Linked DNA regions of Mus musculus: regions 2 and 3 are each linked to region 1. A link is a contact called in public promoter capture Hi-C data. All regions are on one chromosome and are shown on one strand. Each heading gives the region's core, a stretch centred on a gene start, on an enhancer-like site or on the middle of the called end of the contact. The rest is flanking DNA. Distances are from core to core; before and after follow the strand shown. Region 1 holds the start of Fam220a (family with sequence similarity 220, member A). Region 2 holds the start of Lmtk2 (lemur tyrosine kinase 2). Region 3 holds the start of Baiap2l1 (BAI1-associated protein 2-like 1).

Region 1 (4,530 bases), core at 202-2,701:
CCCCCCCAAAAAAGTAAAGAGATTCTGATATGGACCTCAAATTTGGTTTTTCTTAACTCCTTTTAACCAATTTTGATCAACATATTTGGCTTCCGATTTCATGTGGTCTGTGTCATGGACCATTTACACACACCAAGTCCATTACACTCCAACTTGACCCAACTGCAGAAAAACTAGGTAGCACTATACTGAACTGGCGCCTCTGCACACCAGGGAACAACATAAGCACAGTAAGGCTGGGGTTAGGGCTGGCAAACCAATGCACCCACCGGGTTCATTTCCAGAACCACAAAAAACCAAAAACAAAACAAAAACAACAACAAAAAACCTCTGTCAGATTACATGCTTCCCAGGGGTGGAGCCAAGTCCTTCCTTCCAACACAGCCTGTGACACTCCAAGGTGTGTAAACAGAATCCAAGTTCACTATGCAGCCTTTCTTACATTTTGAGACAGAACACTCAGGTCCGTAAGACCTCTCCGCTAGAAAAAAAAGCATTTTGTAAATTCAAGATAGAGAAATGTCAGTCATTTTCAGCAAATGAGGCCTCCAGAATGCTGATGCAGGCATGCTGTTAGTCCACGTCTAAACTGTTGCAGGCCTCTAAATCTGTTTTCCCTCTTTCTCTCTCATCTTCATCCCTATCGCCATTTCTAATCCCTGGTCAGAAGATACCGAAAACATTGGTCAAGACACCATTAACTTTCAACCTACAGTACAAGGATAATATAATATACCGTCACAAAGTTTGGGGAACCAGAATTCACAAAGGAACTCGCAGCTACAGGATCGCCAACAATTTGTCATTTTTGAGGACAAAGCGTCCTAAGGGACCTTCCTGTCATCTTTCCTTGGACCCCACCCCCAGATGTGGGAACCTACCTTCTGAAGCATCCTCTATGCAGAGTAGGGTAACGGGGGTGGGAGGGACGCGGTGTTTGGTTCACACTCAGCCTCAGGCTGATAGCATGAGCCCCTTAGCACCTGCATCCCGCCGAGCCAGGTGGGCAGGGATGCGGAGGGCGCGGCTCACCTACCTGCAGGCGCACGTTGAGCATCATGGAAGCCACGATGTAGAGGTAAGGAAAGTTGATGCGCAGCCGCCAAGCCAAGTCAAAGAAGATGAGCAGCGTGCGGGTCAGCCCCTTGCAGAAGACCCCATAGGAGCGGGCGGCGGCCGAGCGCGACAGCCGGACAGCCAGACCCGACAGAGCCGTCGCCATATAGAGATCCGCGGCGCCCCCACTGCCCGCCCGCCCTCCCTCTCCGCGCCCCGTCGCCCAAGGCCTCCTCTCCCGGGCCGCTGCTCAGCGCTCAGCGATCTCAGGGAGCAAGGGAGACCGCGGCGAGGCCGGCAGGAGGGCGGGCCGCGGGGGAGCCGAGTCTGCGCGTCACTCTCCGGAGGCGACTCCACCAGCTACCACCTGGATTCCCGGCCGGGCCGCGCGGCCTGACGTCACAAAGCCGGCCCGCGCCTGCGCAGGCAGCAGACTCCGCCTCCCGCCCCGCCCCGGGCCGCCCCGCCCCTCGGGCGGCTTTCCTGCAAGTGAAGTGCGCATGAGTTGGAGACTAGGGTTGGCTGCGTTGCATCTGGCGTCCTCTAATGGTGAAGAGTTGAGAATAACGACACAGGGAAAGTGGCGTGGTGGCGCTAGCCTGTTAATATTCCAGCACTCAAGAGACTGAAGCAGGAAAAACATGAACTCAAGGCTGGCTGCTCCTCCAGAGGACCCTCAGTTCAGTTTCCCGTACCCACACTAGGTGGCTCAAAATCCACCTGTAGCTGGCTCCAGGAGAGCCAATATCTGACCTTCCTGGGCATCTGCACTCATTCGCACACACACCACATCCAAATAAAAATCAATCTTTAAAATATAACAGAAAAGAGATGATGCCTGGGTATGGCCACAGGTACTTTATAACACACATATTCCTAAAAATGGTTACAGTGAGACCAGCAAAATGGTGAAGTAGGTAAAATGCACTTCCCATTGCTCCAGAGGATCTGAGTTCAATTCCTGAGACCCTCATGGTGGAAGAACACAAGTGACTCTAGGGTGTTGCCTTCTATGCTGCTCATTTATTTTTGTTAACGTGACACAAGATAGACCAGCAGTTCTCAACCAGTGGGTCGCGACCTCTCTGGAGACCGAACGATCCTTTCACAGTGGTTAGCCTAAGACCACCTGTATATCAGATATTTACATTACGATTCGTAAAATTAGCAAAACTAAAGTTATAAAGTCGTTGTGAAATAATTTTATGGTTGGTGGTCACCACACGAAGAACTGTATTAAGGGGGTCGCGCATTGGAAGGCTGAGAACCTCGTCTAGAGTTATCTAATTCCTAGAGTTATGCTGGAAAAAGGAACCTCAATTGAAAAACTGCCTCCATCAGGTTGACCTGTAAGCGATTCTGTACGGCATCTTCTTGTTTGGTGATGGGTGTGAGAGGGTCCAGGCCATAAAGGGTGATATCAACTCAGCAGCAGCCTCCTGAAACTGGAATAGCAACAGGTTAGCGCTGCCACGCCACGTTCCCTGTTATCCTCAGCTTCACCATTAGAGGGCGCCAGGACGCAACGCAGCAACCCCACTCTACGACTCACACATGTAAGAAAACAAGGTAAACCTGGTGGTCCGTGGTGGTGATGGTGCATGCTTTTAACCCCAGTACTCAGTAGACAGAGGCAGGCAGATCTCTGTGAGTTCGAGGTCAGTCCAGTTTTTAGACTGAGATCCAGAACAGCCAAAGCTACACAGAGAAACCCTGTTAAGAAAAGAAAAGAAATATAAGGCAAAGGCAAATAAATTCTTTTCTCCCCACCTTGTTTTTGGTAATAGTGTTTAGCACAGCAGTAGAAATCAAAAAACACATCTTCCCATCTCCTCCAGCCTGCTGTGTTACATGCATGTATACACACACACAAACACATAAACTAAATAAAATGTGACTTTTGTACTGGCTGGTTTTGTGTGTCAACTTGACACAAGGTGGAGTTATCTCAGAGAAAGGAGCTTCAGTTGGGGAAATGCCTCCATAAGTTCCAGCTGTGGGGCATTTTCCCAATTAGTGATCAAGGAGGGGGGGGAGGTCCCCTTGTGGGTGGTGCCATCCCTGGGCTGGTAGTCCTGGGTTCTATAAGAACTCCATTTTATGCCAGGTACCCATCTTGCTACACGCTAAGCTGTTTGTCTCTGATTCCAGCCCCTGGAAGATAAGTTCCCAGTAACCTTAACTCAGTGGCCCCCACCCAAAATGTATGGCCGTGACTATCTACTTGCTATGATATGACTATCTGCATTTCTGGCTTGATACAGCTTGCTTATACAGAAACTAGAGTTTCTTTAGCCTTCATGTAGACCCCCTGTAACTGTAGTTACAAATAGTTGTAAGTCACTATATGGGTGCTGGGAACTGAACCAAGGTCCTCTGTAAGAGCAGTAAGCATTCTTAACTGCTGAGCTATCTCTCCTGCACTATGAAAGTTGTTTTTTTTTTTTTTTCATGCTCATTTAGTTAACCTGAAGAGAATGATGCAGGAGGAGAGAATGGACCCACATGATCCAAGAAGTGGGTCAACAACTTTTTCTAAAGCTTAGGATATGGTGGTTCACACCTGTAATCGCAGGATTTGGGCAGCTGAGGCAGGAGGATTGCCTGGAGTTCCAGGCTAGTTTTAGCATTGTTACTTCCTCTGAATTGAAGCATTTCTTCCTGGAGGAGGGAGAACATCTCATGTAACGTGAAAGGCTTAGGGAATTTATACAACTTAACAAGGCTCAGGAAGGTAGAAAGTTATAGGATTCACAAGGCTTCTCTCCAAGGTTATATAAGCAGCCAGTAATTGCTGGGTAAAGAAGACTCCCTGAGTGGCTAAGCTCCCTAACACGTTGTTCAGTGAGCTTCAGGGATGCAGCTCTCCTGAGTCATCACCTATGTTGGGGTGAACTATAAGATGACATAGCAGCCTTTGAGTCACCCAGGTTATTGTAAGTCACCTACATTCCTGTAAGTAATTCAATAAACCCACTGATTGACTAAGCTAGAGTAAACAGGGAAGATCATTCCTTTGGTCTGTTGTCTGTGATTATCTGAGATGAATAGATAGCCGTCCACCTCTTCCCAGGGGAAAGTCACACAACGCTGAGCTAAACCAATAAAATTATTACAATGAAGAAGTCCACAAAATTGAGAGTTGTAGCAGGATTTCCCCCCGATTAGTTTAAATATTAATACAAGAAGCCTGTGATTGAACACGGGAAAGGGAGACGGAGCAAAGGGTTTCAGGGACAGGAAAGAGGAGAAGGAAGAAAGATGGAGGAAGAACAAGATGATCCAGAGTCCACAGGGCTTTAAATAGCCACAGGTAGCTCTGAATATCTTATAAGAGATGGATAATTACAGGACAATTTGTCTTATCTAGGTGGGCAATTTATATCATTATCAATTGGCTCAGAAAGTATTGTGTGGGCATCTTGTGAATTGAGAATTTATTGATATATAAATCTGACTGAGTAATTATAAGCT
Region 2 (4,629 bases), core at 985-3,484, 550 kb before region 1:
AAATAAAATGGTGTGGCAATAGAATAAAATGCAGGGGAGAAAGATAGATAAGCAGATACACTTTCACAAATTATATACACACATATACATATACATGTATATATGTGTATATATATATGTATGCATATGTGTATATATATATATACACACACATATACATACATACATACATACATACATAAACACACACATATATGCCAAAATGCATAAAAATTGATAGGCACAAGAACTACTGGAAGTTTCTGGAATCGCCTTGTCTCTCTCTCTCTCTCTCACACACACACACACACACACACACACACACACTGTATCCACTGTGCTACCTAGTGTTAATTTTCTATTTAAATGTCAATATCCTTACATAGCAACATCACTACCTTTCTATATAATCTTTCCCAGCTTCCCCGGTATTTTCTGCAATGTCCACTCTCATCCTGGTTGACTATCGACTTCTGTCAACATTCAGTTATCTTATCCACTGACTCAGAACACTCAAGTCACCAAAAAGACTTGATTCCGAGGCGATAGCACAAACACAGTGCTACATTATATAGTGTAAGCACACCACTTAATACTCAACTGAAGGGCACTCAATAGCATATAACCTAGGGTAGTTCTGGAAGCCATTACACCTCTTTCATTGTAGATTTTTTTGAAACTCCCATATTGACCGGAGGCAGTTCTGCCCTTAAACCTTGACCTCAGGTGCGTTCCAGAGACAGTTAAGACTTTAAGTAAACTGGGAGGTGGGTGTAGAATCACAAGACAAGGTGAATCAAAGACCTAAGTTTGAATCTAACTACAACTTGGCTGTGTCACCTTGAGTATATCTTTTGATCACCAGGGTTCCAGGATCCTCAAAGCAAAAGATGAAGAAATTGGACTAAATTATCTTTAAGCTTTCTTCCAACCTCTAAAGTTCTTTGAAATGTCAATACCTCCCCCTTCGTTGAAAAAAAAAAAGAAAGAAAGAAAGAAAGCCGTAATGATGGAAAGTTAGCCTAGATTTGTTTTTTTTTCTTAAAATTTCTGAGATGGTTTCTTTGGCTGAAGTTTTATTTATAAACTCCAAATCAAAACTATATGCAGAAAATACAGAAGGGCTGAGAGCTTGAAAAGAGAATCACTCGCTGAAATAGTTCAATTACCCTCAGGCCAATTTGTCAGTGGATACGCAAAAGCTGCTATGCTACTCCAGTCACTAGCTTCCTAAAACAAAATTATGTATCGTTTGTTCCTTTCTCATCCCCAGCGACTCATTCCGAAAAAATAAATAAATAAACAGATAAATAAACCAATAGCCCAACAACCACAGCATCTAAAATCAATTTACAACTTTAGAACAAGTTTCGGTGAGCCAAGGAAACTGCACAGCTTCCGCGAGTCATTGGTTTCATTTAAGGAATGACGAGAAATAAGAAACGGTTCTTATAATAAGACGGGAGAAAAGCCACCAGAGGCAGGTGACATCTGGAAGAAGAAAAAAAAAAAAAAGGAAGTGTCGAGGACAGAAGCTGGAGGTACCTTTAGGGCAACAAGTTTAAGAGTCCGGGAAAAAGAGTCCCCCGGGAGGTAGGGGAACCCATCGCTGCCACCTCGCCCCGCCGTCTTCCCCAACCCCCACCGTGTCGCCGCGCCCCCGCCCCCCATCCCACGCCCCTGCGGCAAGAAATCTCCCTGAGATCGCGGGCATCCCGCGGCCTCCTGCCCTCGGCAGGCCTCCGATCCGCCGCAGAGGTGGCCCAACCCCGCAAGCCCGCCGCCCTCGCCGCCGCCCCGCAAGACGCAGCGGCCCCGCAGCCCCCGGGCTCCGCTCACCTGCACCTGTTTGCGGAAGTGGCGCGGCCCGGGCACAGCCGACCGTCAGGAGCAGGAGCAGCAGGAGCATCGGCGGCGGCGGCGACGCCGGCGGCCCCGGCATCTCGTCCACCGCGCGGTCCCCCACGGGGCCGGCTCTCGGGTCGCCGCCTTCAGTCAGTCGGTCAGCCCTCCGCGCCGCCTCAGCGACACCGGCGCCGGCTGCTTCGGGACACACGTCTCTTTAGCCAAACGTCAACCTTGTTCCTGGTCTGCATCCGCCGCTCTGGCCTCGGAGCCAGCATCATCCTTCCCGCCCGTCAGCGCCGCCACCGCCGCCGCCGCCGCCCCTCAACAGCAGCAACGGCGCCCAGCCTGCGGAGCCGCGGGCCCAGGCAGCCGCGCTCCCGCCGCCATGATGGGCTGCGTCATGTGACGTAGAGCTGAGGCGGGATGCCGGGACCGACACCTGGACCAGCCAATCGTCAATCCATACTGACTCCGGGAGCCCCACCCTCTCAGCCATAGGCGGCAAGGTGGCGATCGGTGCGCCCCCTGCAGACAGAGGAATGAGGCGTGGGCAGCAGGTAACATCGACAATTATTTTAGGAAGATATAAAGAAGTCCATAATAACCCACATAATTTAATCTGGGACTTTTGTCTCTCTTTCTCCTACTTTTTATTTTTCTTTTCTAATTTTTACCAACATGGTTCTCGGTATTTTATCCCCGGTTTTACTTTCTTCATTTTCACTTATCAGAACTTTCTTAGCCTCTTCTTCTTAGGCTGACCCTCATATCAGATAAGCTCTTGAGGAAACGTTGAAATTTTTAAAAATTTTAATTGATCAAGCACAGAATGTTTCTGACTTCACTTACTGACGTAGCAGTGAGCTCAAGCCAGCTCCTCTGCCAAGACAGCCAGCCCTTCCTGCCCCCTCTTGTTCACCTGGCAGATGCGCATCCTTTCATTCGTCAAGACACACCTGGAATATGTATGACTTCATCGATGGCTTCACCCCAATCCCACAAATAACTGAGCATCCACAGCCCCGACCTAGCCCAGCCCTGGGCCGACTGTCATGTTTTATTGTTCCTGTGACTGTAAACCCCTTGAGGACAGCAGCCCTGTCTTGAGTCACCTTGGAGCTCCTCCTGGGTGTTCTCTACTGGAACTGTGCTAGGTGTTGGTGATGGGTGTGAGGAGGGAGCAACTTCCAGGTGAGGTAGAAGATGTCTCAAATGCAATGAAGAGATTGCTTGCCTTGCAAGCTTGAGGGCCTGAATTTGATCCCCAAGAAATCCACATAAAGAAAATCTAACCTTAGTGGACAATGCTTGCTGAAGAGGCAGAAAAAAAGATGGCTCGTAGGACTCGCTGACAAGCCAGACAAACTTGCTAGGTAAGTTTCGGGCCAATAAGAGACCCTGCCTCAAAAACAAAAAGTGGACCCTGACCCCGAGGAAAGACACTCTTCTGGCCTTCACACACACACACACACACACACACACACACACATACATACACAGGGACAGGTGGAGAAAATGCACACACATAAACAAATCACATGCAAACACAAGCAACACATACATCCATGCACACAACACATACATCCATGCACACAACACATACATCCATGCACACATAATAGAAAGGGAGAAAGTGTTTGACTGTAACACAGCTCTGAGCCCCTTCCTTGGGGTTGGGGAGACCACCTTTGCTGACTCTGGGAGTCCAATTTGTGAATAAAAACACCTGAAGAGCTGCCTTGCATCTTATCAGGTGGAACTTTAGCAACTTGCAAGCCCAGAGCTTCACCTGGTTTCCAAACTCCCTCCAAAAACCCATTGTAAACACTTAGCTGTCCGTGGTGCTAACTGACTCAGCCCGGGGCACAGGATGTCTAGGGAATATGTCTGGTGTTGATCGAGGCAAGCCACACTAAAAACCTGAGGAAAGCAGTAGCCGGCCTGTGACACTTGAGCTCAACTCGGCCTCTTCCTGCTGATCTTTCTGGGCAGAGGGGAAGGAAGGCAAAGGTCTAGAGAGGAGGTACAATTGCCCCGCTGTGCGTTGACTTCCATCCGGAAGCTCTACCCACTGCATCCAAGGAAGCCGGGAATTCATGCTCCAACCTGACAAGAGGCTCTGTGAGGAGCAGAGCTGGCTCAGTGAAAGCCCTTCCTCATAATCCTCCTGGTAATTAATCATAATTAAGATGCACCCCAACAACGAGGCATTCTGCGATCACAAAGCAGGTCTTGTTATTATGTGAGCAAGCCCCACAGTTGAAACACACACAAACACACAACTGTTTTCCCCCTCCCGTGGAGCACGGGGTAAGGTACACATTCCTCAGAGGCTGTCTAATGGAAACCTTTACCCCAGCCCCCACCGCACCGCCTCTACCTTTGCCCCGCACTTGTCTCAGAGACTCCTAGTTAGAGAATCTGCAAGACAAACAAAGACTTGCTGGGTTGGTGAGGTTTCACCTCAGAGTCAGGAAACAAAAAAAAACAAAAAAACAAAAAAACAAAAAAAACAAAAAAAGAAGAAGTCAGCTTTTAGCATAAGTTAAACTGAGATTTCCCTGGGCTCGGAATCAATTATAAGTCAGTGGTTCTGTCCCGGTTTGCACTTGTCTGCAGCCTTCTCCAGGTTCTCCTCAGTGCCAAGCCACCGTTCAGAACACCCGACCTCCTGGCATTGTGTGTTCTGCCAGCCAGCCCTGCTAGCGGCTTGCACGCCGAAGGATATGTTTCGCACAGGATGAGTTGCAGCTATGAAGAGGTGGTGCCCTGTGAGCTCAACTCTCATCATATGGGGCATCC
Region 3 (4,532 bases), core at 901-3,400, 810 kb before region 1:
TGCCTCCAACATAGGGCTGAGGTGTTATTCCCTCCACCATGCAACCCACACCAACCACCATTTGCTTCCCAAGCCAGATATGTTTTATAGCCTGCAAAACGTGATAAGACTGCCCCAGAGTCCAAGTGCTTGTGTCTGTTCTAAGTCCAGAGTCATCCCATACTTTCAGTGTTTCCATCTGGGGCACACAGTGCTTTCTTTGTGTGTATTTCCCAGTGAACTTTATCCTGGAGCAGTTTAGAAGCTTCGTATCCTCCAAGCTCATAAACAAAGCAATCGTACCTGGACAGCTTTTAAAAATAAAGCCTTGCCCACTCCGGCTGAGTTCAAGTCTCAAGCGCTGAGTGTGTTTTCTGCTAGGAGAAGGTTGCTGTGGCCCTGGAGTCTGGGTCACCTCAGTCCTAGGTGTGTACTCTAGGACATGTTCAGAGCTGGGTTGGGTGTGACTGGGTAGACAACAGGAAGCACCAGGAAGGACTAGGGAGACAGCTCAGTAGTTAAGAACACTGGCTGTTCTTCCAGAGGACCTAGGTTTGTTTCCCAGTACCCACATGATGGTCACAACCTTCTGCAACCCAAGTTTCAGGGAATCTGAAGCCCTCTTCTGACCTCTGACATATGCACCAGGCATGTACATATATATGTATCAGTCACAGATGACATACATGCAGTCCAAGTAGCTTACACATAAAATAAAAGTTTTAAATAATGTGCCAGGAGCCACACACCTACATGGCCTCTACAAGATGAAAGAAAGCACAGACATCCTAGACGCCTCAGCCGACCTGGGGGCTGAGGAAATGGGTCAGTTTGTAAAGTGCCTGTGGTGCGAACATTGGGACCTGGGTTCCATCTGCGGAACCCATGTGAAAAGCTACATACAGTAGATATGCTCTTGTACTCCCAGTGCTGGGAATTTGGGAGACAGGTGGATTCATGGGGCTTGTGGAGACTTGATAGCCATCAGTCTATCCTTTTTAGCTACTTCAGTAAGAGACTCTGTCTCCAAGATATATATAGTAGATATCGGCTGAGGAATGACGCCCAAGGTTGACTTCTTGTAACACACACACACACACACACACACACAGAGGAAATTTTTAGACAGTCTTGTGATTTACATAGTTGTAAAGCATGGGATTTTAAACTTATTCTTAATGTTCTGTTATTCCAGTAATCAGATCTTGGCGTTAGTTACTTTTTTTGGCACCCCGGAACTTTCAAAATTGTGGGTGGCTCCATCCATGAGAAACCATGCCCCGTGGACCTTCAATCAGGGAAACCGATTCGTAGGAGGTATGTGGAAGTTACTCAAAGGCAGAGAGCTTAGAGGATTCACCTGCGGAGGATGTGAGCCTCGAGCTTTCAGAGCCAGCACCTTGTGGCGGACACTAGACCAAAGACCTAGAAGCCCAAAGGTCCAGGTCCTGTTCTAAAAGACACCACAGTGTAGGGGCTTGGCTGGAACTCTGGGAGGGCCGGGAGAGGGCGAACAGAGGTATTACCTCCACTGCCAAGCCTTAGGCGAGATGGCCTGGTCCACTGGGTCCAGCCACCTCGCCTTGTACTGCTCCAGCCTCGCCCACCAGGCTGCTCAGCCACGCCCACACGAGGAAGACTCTCCCATTCCCTTGCCTGCCTCAGCTGGGGCTGTCTAAACCACGCCATCCTCGCTTCAGCACCGCCCATCGGTCTGCTAGACCGCGCCCACCGGCTCAACTCTGCGGTGCCACTCTGGCGGACACAGCTAGGGCGACTTCGTTCACTCCGTCCCTTCTTGTTTCGGCCACGCCCATCCGCCATCTAGGCCACGCCCATCAGTCCATTTCAGGTGGGGGGAGTAAGGGCGCGTCCCCTCCCCTTGGCTTCTCCCTCTTGTTGGCCTCTCAGACCCCACCCCCGCTCCACGTCTCAGCTGGGGCCAATCAGTCCGGCGCGCTGGCCGGGCTTCTGCTCCGCTTAGCAAGCCCCTAGGCCACGCCCACCTAGCGCAACAAGTCTCTTCCAGGTTCCCCCGGTTGCCCCAAAAGATCGACCCTCCCACCAGGCTGTCTCCGCGCGAGGCCGCCCCGCCCACTCTAGAGTACTCAGCCTAGGCCCCGCCCACCTCAGGTGGGGCTGCCCCGCCCTCTGGCCGTACGGCCCCGCCCACTCCGCCCGCCTCAGGTGGGGCTGCCCGTCCCTTTGCTCGTCCCAGCCTTGGCAGGCTACGTCTACCTCGCAGCTCCTTACAGACCGAAGCGCCGCAAAGTTTTGACATTTTGGCAGCAGAGACGCGCACTGACTCTCTCCCGCTGACAGCTGTGGCGGCGGCCGACTCTCAAGGACCACTCAGTCTCAAGTCCTAGGCGCTCCCGCCGCCCGGCGGCCACGAGGCCCCGCCGCGTCCTCCCGCGCTCGCCCTCCCGGAGGCTGCAGCCATGTCTCGGGGGCCGGAGGAGGTGAACCGGCTCACGGAGAACACGTACCGGGTAAGTGTGGGACTTTGCGGAGCTCGAGACGGGAGACCGGGGGGATCCGGGACTCTGTGGTTCCAGGCTGAGGGCGGAGGCTGGGAGGCCCGGAGACTTGGGAACTCCAGGGTTCGAGGCCAGGAACGTGAGCCCGGACAAGCAGCTGACCATTGTCGCCAGCGGGGTCGGTCGAGATTCTTTTTCGCTTTTGAGATAAAGTGGGGACTTTACATGATAAGGGCCTCCCCTTCCCCCTTGGACCCTTGGAGACTCCCAGGGACCCCACATTTCCCGTGTTGGGGGAAGGGGATTGGAGACGTGGACGACAATCCGCGGGGTCCCCGAGAGGTTCTTATCCTCCCCCAACTTCTCTTTGTGGTCAGTGACTGCGCTGGTCTGACCGCTGGGGCTAACCCCTCCCCAGATCCAAAAGAGAGAGAGAAAAGAGACAAGCTCGAGTTTCCTCGGAGAAAAGAAAGAATGTAGGGGAGAAACTCCTCCGTAATTAGGAATCCATCGCCAGGTGAGCCTGGCTCCCTCGGCTCAGGGAATTTTCTAGGCTGCCAGGGAATCTGCTCCTGGGAAGACTTGAAACGCCTTCGCCCTCTTGGACTCTTTCATACAGTAGCTTTTAAGTTCGATTTGGCTTTTGATTACTTTTTGTTTAGCGTTTTGACAGTTTTATACATCTATATACAATTATTATGAGCATGTTCGCCCGCAGTTGGACTGTTTCTACGTTCATGATTTGGGGAGGTTATTGGAGTCAGAGAGCACTGAGATTTTAATAAGAATTGACTTAAGCTGACAGAACGTGTGGTGATTGGTCGCTTAACTGGCATGTTATGTGAGAGAATTTTTCCAGAAACAGACATGGGATTAGTGGCCAGTTTAGTAAGTTTAAGTACTTATAAATGAATTCCATTTGAAATGAGATATCCGTTTAATCATCTGCTATTAATAGAATACAAAACAACTTTTGTTTTAATTCCACTTAGGTCCACTGAACCCCTGAGATTTAAAGTTCTCTAAATTTACTTGTAGTCATGATTAAAACCCACTCTTTGGTCATTTCTCTAGATTCTTTTTTCACCCACTCTTTGGTCATTTCTCTAGTTTTTTTTTTTTCACCCCTAAAATTGAGTTTCTAGATTTGCAAGGTCTTAGTTCCTGAAATCAGAATTTATTGAGTTGCTGGAAAATCATTTTAAAGCAGCATGAAAATATTTTCAGAATTCATTGTGGCTCCAAATCATATCCACCCCTCCATGTGTGCACTATAACATTTATTCTAGATAGACAAAGTAGACTGTATTATTATGATTTTGAAGGTTCACAACTGTGACCAAAACCTGTTCCTATTAGTGTGCTTCCTTAATTAAATGATAATTTTTAGAAATGCCAGAAATTTGAATGTTTAAAGCCTTGTATTTGGATTGGCATTGTTCAGACTTAAATGATGTGAAGCCGGTAGAACTGGGGTGTGGGGTGTCGACAGAGTATGGAAGTAAAATGCCCTAGCGTGGGGGAGACAAGATACTCAGATGAATACTCAGTCAAGGAAAAACCATAACTGAGGAATGTGGGTTATTTATTGTAGTCTGTGCGTGGAATCCGAGCATCTGCTGCAGTGGAAAACACAGGCACAGTTAAGTTTCTCAAACACAATTGATTGTTTATCTTGCTGGTCTGGAAAGAAAATGTCAACTTTAGACAAGCAATCAGATGCCCTGAGCAAACTGTTCTTTTTCTCACTTCTGACTGAGAAACCTTTGGTTGGTGTGGGCAGGCAGATTACAGTACCACAAAAATGAACCACCTTGGCCTGTCTTTCTACCCACAGAGCTGGAGTAAGAGGAAGACTGTTGATTTTGTTGGTTTGGTTGTTGTTGACTGTTGATTTTGTTGTTTTGGTTATCCGCATTGGTAGACGTAAGGCATAGTTAGTCCTTTTGGGGATGTTTTGTTTTCTGACAGGGTCTCACTATGTAGCCCTGATTGGCCTGGAATTTGATATGTAGACCCGGTTGACCTCAGATTCAGAAGTTCACCTTCCTCTGCCCCCTCCCAAGGGCTGAG

What was found. Promoter capture Hi-C pulls out the DNA fragments that hold promoters and counts their contacts.
Region 2: a promoter capture Hi-C map of liver shows a contact between it and region 1, with 3 times the contacts expected there. The contact joins the promoter of Lmtk2 here to the promoter of Fam220a in region 1. A contact is called at or near these places in 4 of 39 promoter capture datasets (erythroid cells, liver, pre-B cells and 1 more), 1 of 484 Hi-C or Micro-C datasets (CD4 T cells) and 1 of 115 datasets of contacts at active chromatin or transcription factors (pancreatic cancer cells).
Region 3: a promoter capture Hi-C map of stem cell-derived epiblast-like cells shows a contact between it and region 1, with 2.4 times the contacts expected there. The contact joins the promoter of Baiap2l1 here to the promoter of Fam220a in region 1. A contact is called at or near these places in 2 of 39 promoter capture datasets (pre-B cells and stem cell-derived epiblast-like cells) and 1 of 115 datasets of contacts at active chromatin or transcription factors (pancreatic cancer cells).

What each region holds. Positions count from the first base shown.
Region 1 is chr5:143,545,641-143,550,170 of GRCm38.p6, reverse strand. It overlaps Fam220a (family with sequence similarity 220, member A), which reads right to left and starts at 1,451. Exons shown (of 2, transcript NM_133703.5): 1 at 1,037-1,451.
Region 2 is chr5:144,097,966-144,102,594 of GRCm38.p6, reverse strand. Lmtk2 (lemur tyrosine kinase 2) reads right to left here and starts at 2,234. Exons shown (of 14, transcript NM_001081109.2): 1 at 1,819-2,234. The coding sequence starts at 1,921.
Region 3 is chr5:144,355,730-144,360,261 of GRCm38.p6, reverse strand. Baiap2l1 (BAI1-associated protein 2-like 1) reads left to right here and starts at 2,150. Exons shown (of 14, transcript NM_025833.3): 1 at 2,150-2,471. The coding sequence starts at 2,421. It overlaps Dmrt1i (Dmrt1 interacting ncRNA), which reads right to left and starts at 2,339. Exons shown (of 2, transcript NR_102374.1): 1 at 2,218-2,339.